2 separate regions of the Macaca mulatta genome follow, and region 1 is linked to region 2. Evidence: chromatin contacts called from public Hi-C data. All regions are on one chromosome and are shown on one strand. Each heading gives the region's core, a stretch centred on a gene start, on an enhancer-like site or on the middle of the called end of the contact. The rest is flanking DNA. Distances are from core to core; before and after follow the strand shown.

The links. Hi-C and Micro-C count contacts between places; a contact is called where the count stands out from the background.
Region 1: a contact with region 2 is called in a Hi-C map of liver, with 2.6 times the contacts expected there. The contact joins the enhancer-like site here to the promoter of LOC718349 in region 2. A contact is called at or near these places in 6 of 14 Hi-C or Micro-C datasets (CD4 T cells, blood, fetal cortex germinal zone and 3 more).

What each region holds. Positions count from the first base shown.
Region 1 is chr19:16,395,219-16,402,195 of T2T-MMU8v2.0, reverse strand. No RefSeq gene overlaps it. Among named protein-coding and RNA genes, the nearest start is that of CYP4F11, 74 kb to the left of the region's middle. Within about 2 kb of position 3,430, at least 27 of the 40 cell types and tissues checked have an H3K27ac peak or open chromatin away from gene starts, as enhancers often do. A contact at or near this core is called in CD4 T cells, blood, fetal cortex germinal zone and 2 more, where this site is marked.
Region 2 is chr19:16,219,913-16,226,667 of T2T-MMU8v2.0, reverse strand. LOC718349 (cytochrome P450 4F3) reads right to left here and starts at 1,932. Exons shown (of 13, transcript XM_015123187.3): 1 at 1,787-1,932; 2 at 1,124-1,322. The coding sequence starts at 1,321.

The DNA.
Region 1 (6,977 bases), core at 2,181-4,680, 170 kb before region 2:
TCTTTCTCCCTTCTTCTTCTTCTTCCTCTTCTTTTCCTTCTGCCTCTGCCTCTCCTTCTCCCTCTTCTTCTTGAGATGGAGTCTCACTCTCTCACCCAGCCTGGAGTGCAGTGACACAATCTCAGCTCACTGCAACCTCTGCCTCCTGGGTTTAAGCAATTATCCTGCCTCAGCCTCCTGAGTAGCTGGGATTATATGCGTGCATCACCATGCCTAGCTAATTTTCCTATTTTTAGTAGAGACAGAGTTTCACCATGTTGGTCAGGCTGGTCTCGAACTCCTGACCTCAAGTGATCCACCCACTTCAGCCTCCCAAAGTGCTGGGACTACAGGCATGAGTCATCACACCCGGCCCTTATTGTCTTTCTTCTTTTCCTTGGATGGGCAATCATCTTCCCACCTCGGGTCCTTGGAATATGCTCTTCCTTTTGCCTGGTGCACCCTTTCCTCTCCTTCTGCTCCTGGAGCAGAATGTCTTGGCTGAAATGCCACCTCCTCCGTGAAGCCCCAACCACCTGTCCTGGTTTCTAAGGATGAGATTGTTCAGCTCCCATAGCCACTGCCATCTCTTCCTCACACTCCTCATGCTCTTTTCTAAAACTCAGCCAATAATTCATCCTCTGCCTTCTCCCTCCACTGTAAAATTCACAAGAGCAGGCATCATGTCTGCCCTGGCCACTGCAGTCACCCCAGCTCCTGGCTTGGTGATGAGCTCAGATGTTCTGGGCAGATCTGTTACATGTGTGGTAGCTGGGGCTGAACTTCCTCTGACCTAGAGATAAGTTACCTCATACACAGTCTTTATGTACTGAGGATGGTCATTTTTATCATCTTAAGCAGCTAGTGTGGTGGTTTTGATGTCTTCTTGTTATCAAGCAGCAGATCAAACATGAGGTTTCCTGCCTCTATTTACTGTCAAGCAGCCGTTTATCTCAGAAAGAGTAGACCTCTTGAGCAAGATGTTTTCATTTTTTTAATTGAAAAAAAATTTTTGTAAAGATGAGGTCTCATCATGTTGCCCAGGTGGGTCTCGAACTCCTGAACTTAAGTAATCCTCCCATCTTGGCCTCTCAAAGTGCTGGGATTATGGGTGTGAACCGCCGTGCCAGGACTTTTTATAACTTAAAAAAAAAAATTTAGAGGCCGGGCACAATGGCTCATGCCTTATGCCTGTAATCCTAGCACTTTGGGAGGCTGAAGTGGGTGTATCACCTGAGGTCAGGAGTTCGAGACCAGCCTGGCCAACATGGTGAGACTCCGTTTCTACTAAAAATACAAAAAATTAGCCGGGCATGGTCATGTGCGACTGTAATCCCAGCTACTCGAGAGGCTGAGGCAGGAGAATCACTTGAACTCGGGAGGTGGGGGTTGCAGTGAATCGAGATTGAGCCATTGTACTCCAGCCTGGGCAACAAGAGAGAAACTCCATCTCAAAAAAAGAAAAGATTAGAGACAAGCTCTCAGTCCGTTCCCAGCCTGGAGTGCGGTGGCACAATCACAGCTTATTGCAGCCTTGACTTCCCAAGCTCAAGTGATCCTCCTGCCTCAGCCTCCCAAGTAGCTGGGACAACAGGCAGATATTTCACCTTCCTTGTTAGCTGTGTTTCTCGGTATTTTATTTTTGTGTGGCTATTGTGAATGAGATGGTGTTCTTGATTCGGCACTCAGCTCGGACATTGTTGATGTGTAGAAATCCTATTGATTTTTTGCACATTGGTTTTTATTCTGAAACTCTGCTGAAGTTGTTTATCAGATTGAGGAGCTTTTGGGCAAAGACTATGGAGTTTTCTAAGTATAAAATCATGTCATCTGCAAACAGCGATAGTTTGACTTCCTCTCTTCCTATTTGGATGTCTTTCATTTCTTTTTCTTGCCTGATTCCTCTGGCTATGACTTTTAGTACTATGTTGAATAGGAGTGATAAGAGTGGGTTTCCTTGTCTTATTCTGGTTCTCAAAGGGAATACTTCCAGCTTTTGCTCATTCAGTATGATGTTGGCTGTGGGTTGACCATAGATGGCTCTTATTATTTCCAGGTATATTCCTTTAATGCCTTATTTGTTGAGGGTTTTAACATGATCTCTTCACTTTGCCAACACTTGTTATCTTTCATCTTTTTGATGTTGCCAAGTACACACAAATTCAGTTAGGCAGGAGGACCAAGAGATCTACTGTACATCATGGTGACTATAGTTATAACAATCTATTGTATATTTGAAAATTATTGAGAGTAGATTTTAAGCATTCTCATCACAAAAAGAAATGATAAATGTGTGAGGTATGCATATATTAACTGGCTTGATGGAGCCATTCCACTATGTATACATATATCCAAATGCTGTGATGTGCAGCATAAATATGTACAAATAAATAAATATATATATTTATTTCCAATAAAATACACTTATTTCATGTATCTGATCCCAAACACATGAAATCTGGCAGATACTCTTTTTTAAGTTGGCATATTCGATAAATGGCACTGGGTTAACTGGCTAGCCACGTGGATATTTTATTTATTTATTTATTTATTTATTCATTCATTCATTCATTCATTCATTCATTTAGAGACAGAGTCTTGCTCTGTCACCCAGGCTGGAGTGCAGTGGCGTGATCTTGGCTCATTGCAACCTCAGCCTCCTGGACGCAAGCGATTCTCGTGCCTAAGCCTCCCAAGTAGCTGGGAGGCGTGCACCACCATGCCTGCCTAAGTTTTGTATTTTTAGTAGAGATGGGGTTTCGCCATGGTGCCCAGGCTGATCTTGAGCTCCTGGCCTCAAGTGATCTGCCTGCCTGTGGAAACTGGACACAGTAGTAGGGTGGACGCCTCAGGTTATAAATGACCATCTCCTTTGTTCGGTATACTCTCGTGGCAAAACTGCTGGCGAGCGTACCCTTTCTGCAGGAAGTAAAAATGGCCTTGCTAAATAAATTAATGTTCAAGTTGCTATTTCTTTAGGGCACCAGAAAACAAGCATTTCAAACACTATTTATTCTTAATTAGATGAAGAAGGAAGTCTTTGAAGAAGAACCTCTACTTTTCTTTTTACATCCGGACACGAGGAAGGCACAGGCCCAGGGACCAAGAACCGCCCATTTGGGCTCCGCGCAGCCAAGTGTTTTCTCCTGTCTCCTGTCATTCTAACCCCGGGGGCGTGGGAGGGGGACCCGATGCGGTATCCAATCAGGGGCACTGGGGGGGCCGTGCTAACTGTACAATCAGGAGCCTAGCCGTAGCCGGCGGGGGACGTGGCGGGCGGTGGGTGCTTCAGCTTCTGGCGGTTTCTTTGTTTTTTCGCTCCCGCCACGCTGGGTTTGGCGTCTTTGCTGCTCGCACAGGCCCCCCGGCAATCCCCGTCGCCGCCCCTCTGTGAAGAGAGCAGCCCCGGGGGAGGACGCCGGGACACCCGGAAGCCGGAAATGCTGAGTGTGCGGGGGCCGGACGTCCCGAGACCTGAGGAGGGGCTGGTGGAACCCGCCGGATCTGGCTGTGGCGGGACCCGGACCTGTCCGCTGTGACTCCGGGGTCTGGGACCCGAGTCCCCCTGGAGCAGCTCGGCCCTCGGTCTCCTCGGCCGCAGGGTAGGGCTGGGCGGGCAGCTGGGACTCCGGGCGTCCTGTTCCGTCCCTGCGCGGTGACTGTCGCCCCGGAGCCCTCTCTGGGCAGCCCCGCGCCCGCAGCCCCGTGTCTCCCCAGATTGCGCGGAGACCACGGGAGGGTCATGAGGGGATCCCGCCTCTGGCGTGGGATCCTTGTGGGAGGAGCCGTGGCCTGTGGGCTCCCCAGTCCCGCCTTTCTCCCGTAGGCGGCCCCCGCTTCTCCCCGAGTCTTCCAAAAGGTGTGCAAAGCCGGGTCTCCGCGACCCGGTCCCCCAGCCTCGCTCCCCCTTGGGCTGGCGGTAAATCTTGTAAGAAACGTTTCCCTCCCCACATTCCCTAACGCCAGCGCCTCCACTGCAATCCACATGCTTCTCAACTGTTAGTCCCTTTGTTGTGCGTTTCAAACCACCTTGGCATTTAAATGATCGTTTTTTCCACAGAGCAGTGGCTGATTCTTTTAGGAAGATTTGTTTTCTATCTGCGACCTTTTCACATACAAGGAAAGGAGAGGAAAACCACATGAAACGCCTCTGCTTAAAAAAGCCTTAGTGCCGCTCCTTTTTTCTTAGACACCTCATCAGACTGCCTTTGCGTTGAGGTTCCTGTCCCGCGTGTCCGTATAGAAGACCACCTAATCAGGCTTTGTGTGAACAACAAGGCTGTTTATTCACTTGGGTGCGAGTGGGCTGAGTCCGAAAACAGAGTCAGCGAAGGGAGATAGGAGAGGGGCAGCTGTATAGTGCTGGGGTAGGCCGTGGAAAGTTACAGTTAAAGGTGGTTATCTATTGTCAGCAGAGGAGGGGTCACAAGGTGCATGGGGGAGAGATCATACAGGAGAAGAATGTCACAGCATCGATTGATTAGTTGGGGCAGGGCAGGACCAAGTCATAATGGTGGAATGACATAAGGTGGGTTAATTAGTTAAGGCAGGAACTGGCTGTTTCACTTGGTGGTTTTTCGGCTGCTCCAGACTTCTTGGCTCCTATAAGCCATCTGGACATATATGTGCAGGTCACAGGGGTTACAATGGCTGAGCTTCAGCTCAGAGGCCTGGCATTTTTGTCTTTTTATTTATAAAATATAAAGTTAAAAGATAAAATGTCAATTCCTTCTAGGGATTGTTGGGGTAGGGGCGATGTTTCTCAGGACTGCTTCAAGCGTGACCAGGGACTGTGTGGACACCTTAAATAACATTTTATAATGAGTTAGTCCAATAAGTTTCAGGTCTAGATTGCATTTTTATGTAGCTAACAAGGTGCCAGGTAGCATATTTTTGAGCTTGGAACTGCCCTAATAAAATAAGTTCTCTAAAAACAGTAATCAGGCATATTAGTGTTAATGTAGGTGGCGATGCGTTTTTAGGCCAAGGAAGGAACAATGTTTTATGTATCAAAGCCTTTTGTCCCCATTTTCCATCATATGAATAGGATTCCCGTTGTTAAGCCAATGATCTATTATATTACCCTTTCCCATAGGTGTGAGTGGTGTTCTGAATGGAGAAGTTCAATAGTTCTGAGTGCAGATCCTAAGCAGGAGAGATCATAAGGAAAATAATCTTTGTCTCCTGGATTAAGCTGAGGCTGGTGAAGAGAGAAATGTCCCAAGCCCTCTAACAATGGCATACTTTGTGCTGTCCTGGGTGCTGGTCTGGTTGCCAAATATGTGGAACTGGCCCCGTATACGCGTACTATTGTCCATTTCTTTAAGAGTAGGCTTGAGGACACCATGGGCAAGGATCTGATGGTTGCCAGCCTAAGCGTTTTAGACTTTTGACCCAGAGATTTTTTGTCCTGGGTGTGGAAAAAATGTTAGAGGATAGGGTTTCAAGATATCCTTTTTATAGGCGGCAGGTCCTAAGAGATTAGGGTCCAGAGGAATGGATGAAGCCTGCTTGGAAGCATGCTTGGATGGCCGTTTGGAAGGAATGTTGCATGGAAGCATGGCCTTGACTGAGCGCTGCCAGGAGCTTAAGGGTTGTAGGTTGTTTGTCTGGTCGGCTCTTGGCCTAATCTTGCAACTTCCAGGAGGAAGAGGAGAGATCAGGCTGGCTGTCTGACGGGCACAGCTTTATTCTGGAGTGGTGAACCCAATGGAGAGAGTCCTGCAGATGGACAGCAGTTGGGGTGCTATAGATGACCAGGTAGGGTCTGGTCCATTGGGGCTGTAGAGTTTGAGGGGTCACACTTTTGACAAGGACTGATCATCCAGCTAGGGTGTCTTCATGTGGCTGGGAATCTGGAGTAGGTAAGAGAAGATTAGCAGCCTGGTGAATTTCCTGTCTAGCCTGCTGGAGGACTGGAAGATAGTCACCCAGGGGGCTGGTGTCTGGAACAAGGTTGGGGCGAGTAAGAAGGTGTGTCCATATAAAAGTTCAAATGGACTGTACCCTGTGGCATCTCGAGGACAGGCCCTAATTCTGAGGACGGCAAGTGGTAAAAGTACTGTCCAGTCCTTTTTAAGTTGGAGGCTGAGTTTGGTGAGGTATGTTTTTAAAAGACCATTCATCTGTTCTACCTTTACTGAAGATTGAGGGCAGTAGGGGGTATGAAGTTTCCACTGAATACCAATAGCCTGAGAAACTGTGGAAGTAGGGAGGCCAAATCGGGGAATTATGTCTGTCAGAAGGAAAAAATGACTGTAGTAGCCTTTTCAGAGCTAGAGGGAAAGGCCTCGACCCATCCGGTGAAGGTATTGACCCAAACCAGGAGATACTGAAATTTACAGACACAGGGGCATGTGAATAAAGTCAATTTGCCAATCTTGTGTTGGAGTAAATCCATGAGCCTGATGCGTAGGAAAAGGAGGAGGCCTGAGAAAATCTTGGGGATTGGTGGCATGGCAGACAGAGCATTGAGAGGTGATGGTTTTAAGGATGGGTTTCCGTGATGGGAAGGAAATGAGGGGCTGTAGGAGGCCAGCCAGAGGCTTATATCCTACATGGAAGTGGTCATGAAAGGAAGAGAGAATAGACTGGGCTTGTGAGGCATTAAGAACAAAGAAAGATTTAGGGTGAGTCACACTGGGACCAGAGGCTAGGGAGGGAGCGAAGTATAAAAAAATGCCTGGACGTAAGACACCTCAGACCATTTGCCATATTTTGACAAAAATTATCTAGGTCTTGTAGGATGGAGAAATCGAAAGTGCTGTTTTCTGGCCATTTGGAAGCATTGTCAAGTTTATATTGGGGCCAAGCAGTATTGTAGAAGAAAATAAGACGTTTGGGTTTTAGATCAGGTGTTTAAGAGGTTTTAAGTTTTTAAGTACACAGGCTAAGGGAGAAGAGGGAGGAATGGAGGGTGGAAGGTTGCCCATAGTAAAGGAGGTAAGTTTAAAGAGAAAAGTAGAGACACAGAAAAGAGCGGAGGTGAGCAGTCAAAG
Region 2 (6,755 bases), core at 683-3,182:
TCCTCCTGCTCTCTCTCTCGGGGCCACCTCCAAGTCCCAAGAGCGCATCCCAAGGCAGAAGGAAAAGACACACCGTCCACTCACAGAGGTCTGCTTAGCTTGAGAGGAAAGATTTTCTTGTTCTGGGAGTCATTTCAGCCCAGAGGCGGCCACATGGGGAGGTCCTCACAGGAGAGATTTGTGGGGAGCAGTATGGCCTCAACACATGTCCCTAAGACTGGTCCTCACATCCCTTCATGCCCTGACTGGTTCCTCTGCCAGCCACACAGGTTCCAGTTCCTCCCATGGAGAATGTTCTGCACACAGGGGACCCTCCCTTCTCAGCAGCCACTAGGGGAGCAGAGGTGACTCTGACCGTCCATCAGGACAGTGTCTCCCACCTGGGAGCAGCTTCTGCACCAGGCTCTGTGCTAATGCGTCCTGTGCACCCTCCCACTTCACCTGTGGACACACCCATCAATCCTGCCATTTGCAATGAGCAGATTGAGACCACGTTCCCCAAAGGGCAGAGCAGGTCTAAGTCAGAGGGCAAGGTCTGGGGGAGGAGAAAGGTCAGGGAAGGCTTCTGAAAGGGGAAGTGAGTGACCAACTTTTATGTGGGTTTGGCAACAGGACCTCATTGGGACATCTTACTGGGGAGGAACAAGATAAGAGGAAGGTGCCTCCGGATGTGGTGGAGGTGAGAGACAGCCCACACCTCTCCTCGGGCCCACCTGTACCCTCATAACAGGAAATAGGCGAGGCAGGGAGAGGACCCTGGACAGTGGGTGCAGGAGGCCTCGAGTCCAGCCACGGAGAATGTGGGAATGCCAGGGACTCGCCTCTCTGTGCAGCCAACCCTCTGCCCAGAAGCCCCGCAGTGGCCTCTCTCCGCTAATGTGGGAAGACAGGCAGGAAAAGGACTCGATGCAGGCCAGGAGTGGGAGGACGAGGAGGTGAGAAGGGCTTGGGTTGGCACAGCACAGAAATGAGTGAATAAGCAGAGGAATGAGTAAGACGCCTCCCCTGCTTCTCTGCTACCCCAGACCCCAGCCCACCCCTTTACCCGCACTCCCTGAACCTCAGACCCCTCAGGAAGTCCATTCACTCTGAGACTCCAGACCCATCCTGCTGCCACACTCACCAGGCCCAGGTGACCCCAGAACCAGTTCCGTTTCGGGGGTTGCGGAAAACACCGGAGGCGGCGGCAGTTGTCATAGAAGGTGTAGGTCCAGGCCAGGACACGGGCCAGGAGCCAGGAGACCCCGATCAGCAGCAGGAGCAGCCACGGGGATACTGCCACCGGCCCGAGGCCCAGCGAGGACAGGCTCAGCTGTGGCATTCTGCAGGGCAGATGGGATGGTAGGTGAGGCCCTGAGGCCCAGGGAAGGGCCCAGGGAGCTCCAGGGACAGTGGAGAGAGGCAGGGATGGGCAGTGCTGGAGGTAGAACAGGGAGGGTAAACACGGATGGATAAACAGGGGCTGAGAGGTAAAGTCCACAAAGGCCCAGCCAAAACCAGCAGCCAAGTGACCTCCAGTTACCTGGTAAGCACTTAGATTGGGAAAGAGAGAGAGAGACTGATTAAAGTCCAGAAAGACCCAGCCTGAATCACTGGGAGGTTGCCAGGGGCTTGGTTTCAGTTAGGAACCCACCCATCCTCCAGCCCAGCACCCAGGAGCTGCCTGGGCCTTGGGCAGCCATGGAGAATGTGGGAAGGCCAGGGGCTCGCACACCCAACCCCTTGCCCAGTGCCCCTCTCCATCACAGGCTAGGATGCCCCAGGCCCGCCACCCCCACCCTGGCACCTTCTGTCAGGAGCAGCTTGTCCCACACAACTTCCTCTCCCCTTCTTCTGAGAGGTTTTTGCCCCTGGCCCCTGATGTAGGGAGGGTTGTGGGAGGCTGGGTTGGGCTGAGCTGGCCCAGCCAATCCCCACAGCCTGGGTGCTTCTCCTGTGTCTGGGCAGCCGGCCAAAACCTGGGTGTGGGGGACCAGCTGGATGCAGAAGAACCAGCTCGGGTGACACAGCAAGGGCACTGGATCCTCAGGTCTCAGCACCTCCCACATAAGGTGAAGAGTAAGCTGAGAGGGGTCAGATAGAGTTTCTACTGTGTGACACCTGCTCTTGAAGAGTGGCTACTGAGTGTGTGGCAGATAAAAGCATGAACTTGAGAGTTCAGGTGTCAAGTGAGCCAGGCCAAGCCAAGCCTTGTTCCAGATCATCTCCTGCGCTCCTCTCTAAGACTGGGCCAGCAGGACACCATGCACCACTTCTGGATGCTGAATCAGGCAACTTGGAAGAGATAAGCCTCTATCCCCCCTGCTGCTGGATAGAGTTCAAGTCCTGCCTCCAGGCAGCCCAGGGCCCTGTTGGAGACCTGACTGCTAGGAGCAGGAACAAACAATCCAGCCCCGCCGAGGATTACCTGGGTCAGATTCTGGAGATTAAGAGCCCAGCTGGAAGAGCAAATCTGGAGGCTGGACTCAGTGTAAGAGGACAGAGCAGGGATGTGGAGGGTAAGGATGAGAGGGAACAGATAGGGTCCAGGCAGGGGAAGGGCAGAGCTGGGGAACCCTGAATGGAGTCCTCATTCTGCCTCATCCTTGCTGTGACTGGTCAGTACTGCCCCTCCTGGGCTCAGTCTTCCCACCTGGGAAATAGGATGTTGGATGAGGGCCTTAGAGGGGGACGATGAGGGCTCCTAAGAGGAGGGAGCCCCAAAAAGGAGTGACAACTAGCAACCGTTTCCCGCAACCCCCGAAACAGAGCTGGTTCTTGGGTCTCCTGGGCCTGGTGAGTGTGGCAGCAGGACAGGTCTAGGTCTCAGAGTGAATGGACTTCCTGAGGGGTCTGAGGTTTAGGGAGTGGGGGTAAAGGGGTGGGCTGGGGTCTGGGGTAGCAGAGAAGCAGGGGAGGCGTCTTACTCATTCCTCTGCTTATTCATTCATTTCTGTGCTGTGCCAACCCAAACCCTTCTCACCTCCTTGTCCTCCCACTCCTGGTTAGTTGCTAGTTGTCACTAGCAGGGTGACAACCAGCACTAAAGGGTGGCAACTAGCACTTGAGCTGTTGTGTGCCAGTCTCTACTCTGCACAAAGGCTGCATGGAAAGTACTTCTACTGTGTGCCAGGTGCGAAATCCCGTCTACTCTGCGCCAAGTGCTCTCCATAAAGTGTGCCTACTGTGTGCCAGGTGCTAAATCCCGTCTACTCTGTGCCAGGTGCTCTCCATAAAGTGTGCCTACTGTGCGCCAGGTGCCAAATCCCGTCTACTCTGTGCCAAGTGCTCTCCATAAAGTGTGCCTACTGTGCGCCAGGTGCTAAATCCCGTCTACTCTGTGCCAAGTGCTCTCCATAAAGTGTGCCTACTGTGCGCCAGGTGCTAAATCCCATCTACTCTGTGCCAAGTGCTCTCCATAAAGTGTGCCTACTGTGCACCAGGTGCCAAATCCTGTCTACTCTGTGTCAAGTGCACTCCATAAAGTGTGCCTACTGTGCACCAGGTGCTAAATCCCGTCTACTCTGTGTCAAGTGCTCTCCATAAAGTGTGCCTACTGTGCACCAGGTGCTCTACATTAACCCTGTACACTCAGTGCCTGGTGTTCCTCATAGAGTGTCTACTGTGTGCCACTTGCTCCACATAATGAGTGCCTACTGAGTGCCACCTCCTGTATATGAAGAGTGTCCGCCGAGCACCAGGTGCTGTCCACATAACACATGCCTACTGAGTGCCAAGTGCTCTACATGTAGAGTGCCTACTGATACCTCCTGCTCTATATGGAGACTCCCTACTGAGTGTTCCCTGATCTACATAAAGAGGGTCTATTGAGTGCTGCCTGCTCTGTTAGGAGTGCCTACTGAGTGTTGCCTGTGCTCCATAAAGTGTACCTACTGTGGGCTGCCTTCTGTACATAAAGGGTGCCTACTGAGTGCTGCTTGCTCTACATGAAGAGTCCCTACTGTTGCCTGTGCTACATAAAAAGTGCCTACTCAGTACCATGTGCAATACATAAACAGTGCCTACTGGCCTGTAATCTCAGCACTTTGTGAGGCCGAGGCGGGTGGATCACGAGGTCAGGAGATCGAGACCATCCTGGCCAACATGGTGAAATCCCGTCTCTACTAAAAAAAAAAAAAAAAAAAAAAAAAAAAATTAGCAGGGCGTGGTGGCGGGCGCCTATAGTTCCAGCTACTAGGGAGGCTGAGGCAGGAGAATGGCACGAGCCCGGGAGGCAGAGCTTGCAGTGAGCCAAGATCGCACCACTGCACTCCAGCCTGGACAACAGAGCAAGACTCTGTCTCAAAAAAAAAAAAAAAAAAAAAAAAGAGTGCCTACTTGCCAGGCGCAGTAGCTCACGCCTGTAATCTCAGCACTTTGGGAGGCCGAGACAGGCAGATCATCTGAGGTCGAGAGTTCAAGACCAACCTGGCCAACATGGTGAAACCCCATCTCTACTAATAATACAAAAATTAGCCAGGCGTGGTGGTGGGCACCTGGAATCCTAGCTACTCGGGAGGCTGAGGCAGGAGAATCGGTTGAATCCAGGAGGCGGAGGTTGCAGTGAGCCAAGATCGTACCACTGCACTCCAGCCTGGGCAACAGAGTGAGACTCCATCTCAAAAAAAAAAAAAAAAAAAGGGAGAGAGCCCATTGAATGCCACTTGCTCTAGATAAAGGTGCCTGCAGATGCCACCTGCTCTATATAAAGAGTGATTACTGAGTCTCATCTGCTCTTGATAAAGAGTGCCTACTCACTGCTGCCGGCTCTACATCAAGAGTACCTACTGATGCCACCCACTCTTCATCGTGTGCCCACTCTGTGACACGTGGTCTACACAGAGTTTCTACTGTGTGACACCTGCTCTTAAGGACTGCCTACTGGGTAAATGTATTTTTTTTTTTTGAGATGGAGTCTCACTCTAGTTGCCCAGGCGGGAGTGCAATGGCACTATCTTGGCTCACAGCAACCTTCGCCTCCCGGGTTCAAGTGATTCTCCTGCCTCAGCCTCCTGAGTAACTGGGATTATAAGCATGCAGCACCATGCCCAGATAATTTTGTATTTTTAGTAGAGACGGGATTTCTCCATGTTGGTCAGGCTGGTCTCCAACTCCTGACCTCAGGTGATCCTCCTGCCTTGGACTCCCAAAGTGCTGGGATTACAGGCGTGAGCCACCGTGCCAGACCATAAATGTAATTTTAAGGTGAGTGGGGCTGTCCACAGGCAAAGACAAGGAGAAGGAGTTTGAGACCATGCAGGAGGCGTGCGGTCCTGTGGATGTTCACCAGGCCTAGGTTTGGATACAGCTCTGCTATTTCCTGGCTGTGTGACCTTGGGCAAATCTCTCAACCTCTCTGCACCGTACGCATCTCCTCTGTAGGAGTCACATGGTGGGTGAAATGGCTGGTGGAGTTGACGCTGAATACAGCAAGAGCTGTGAGGGTTTTACAGTGGTGCTCCAGGGAGGTGAACTGACCATTTGGGGGCAATCCATCATCCTGACAAAAGGAGACTCATTTACATGTATTATTTGCCTAAATATACTCTGAAATGATACAGAAAACGTAAAAGTGTTTACCTTTGTAAAGATGGGGAGACTGGGTAAATGAAGGGCATAGGTACAAGAAACATTTTTCACTGTGCCTTTTATTTTTTACATGTGTGAATATAGTTTATGCCAAAAATATTGCATTTAAAAATTTAGCCACTAGCTGTCAATGAGTCTCATCTGAATCACAAAAAGGAGGAGGTAGAGCAAGACGGCAGAATAAAATGCTCCGTTGATCATCTCCTCCACAGGAACGCCAAATACACCAACTATCCACACAGGAAAATACCTTCATAAGAACCAAAAATTAGGCGAATGATCATGGTGTCTGGTTTTAACACTGTATCAAAAAAAAGAGGCACTTTGAACTCATGGAGATAGAGAGTAGAAGGATGGTTACCAGAGGCTGAGAAGGGGAGTGGGAGAGTGAGGGGAAGTTAGGGATGGTTAATGGGTACAAAAAAAGATAGAAAGAATTAATTAGACCTATAATAAGATATATTATTTGATAGTGCAACAGGGTGACTATAGTCAATAATAACTTAATCATACATTTTGAAATAATGAAAAGAGTGTAACGGGATTGTTTGTAACACAAAGGATAAATGCTTGAGGGGATGAATATTCTCCATGATGTGATTACTATGCATTTCATGCCTGTATCAAAACATCTCGTGTACCTCATAAATACATATACCTACTATGTACCCACAAAAATTAAAAAGTTAAAGAAGCACTAAAGAATGTGCAACAGACCGTCTTTTTTTTTTTTTTTTTTTTTTTTTTGAAACAGAATCTTGCTCTGTCACCCAGGCTGGAGCGCAATGGCACGAGAGCTCACTGCAACGTCTGCCTCCCAGGTTCAAGCGATTCTCATGCCTCAGTCTCCCAAGTAGCTGGGACTACAGGCTCATGCCACCACGCCCAGCTAGTTTTTGTATTTTTAGTAGAGACAGCATTTCGCCATGTTGGCCAGCCTGATCTCGAACTCTTGACCTCAGGTGATCTGTCTGCCTTGGCCTCCCAAAGTTCTGGGATTAAAGGAGTGACCCACCGTGCCTGGCCAAAAGACAGTCTTAAATTGCCTACACTAACACTTCCCCATCTCCCAGAAGTGGCCTCATGGCTGGAGAGAGACTCCGTGTGCTTGGGTGGAGGGGAGAGAGCACAGCGATTATGGGACTTTGCATTGAAACTCAGTGCTGCCCTGTCACAGCAGAAAGCAA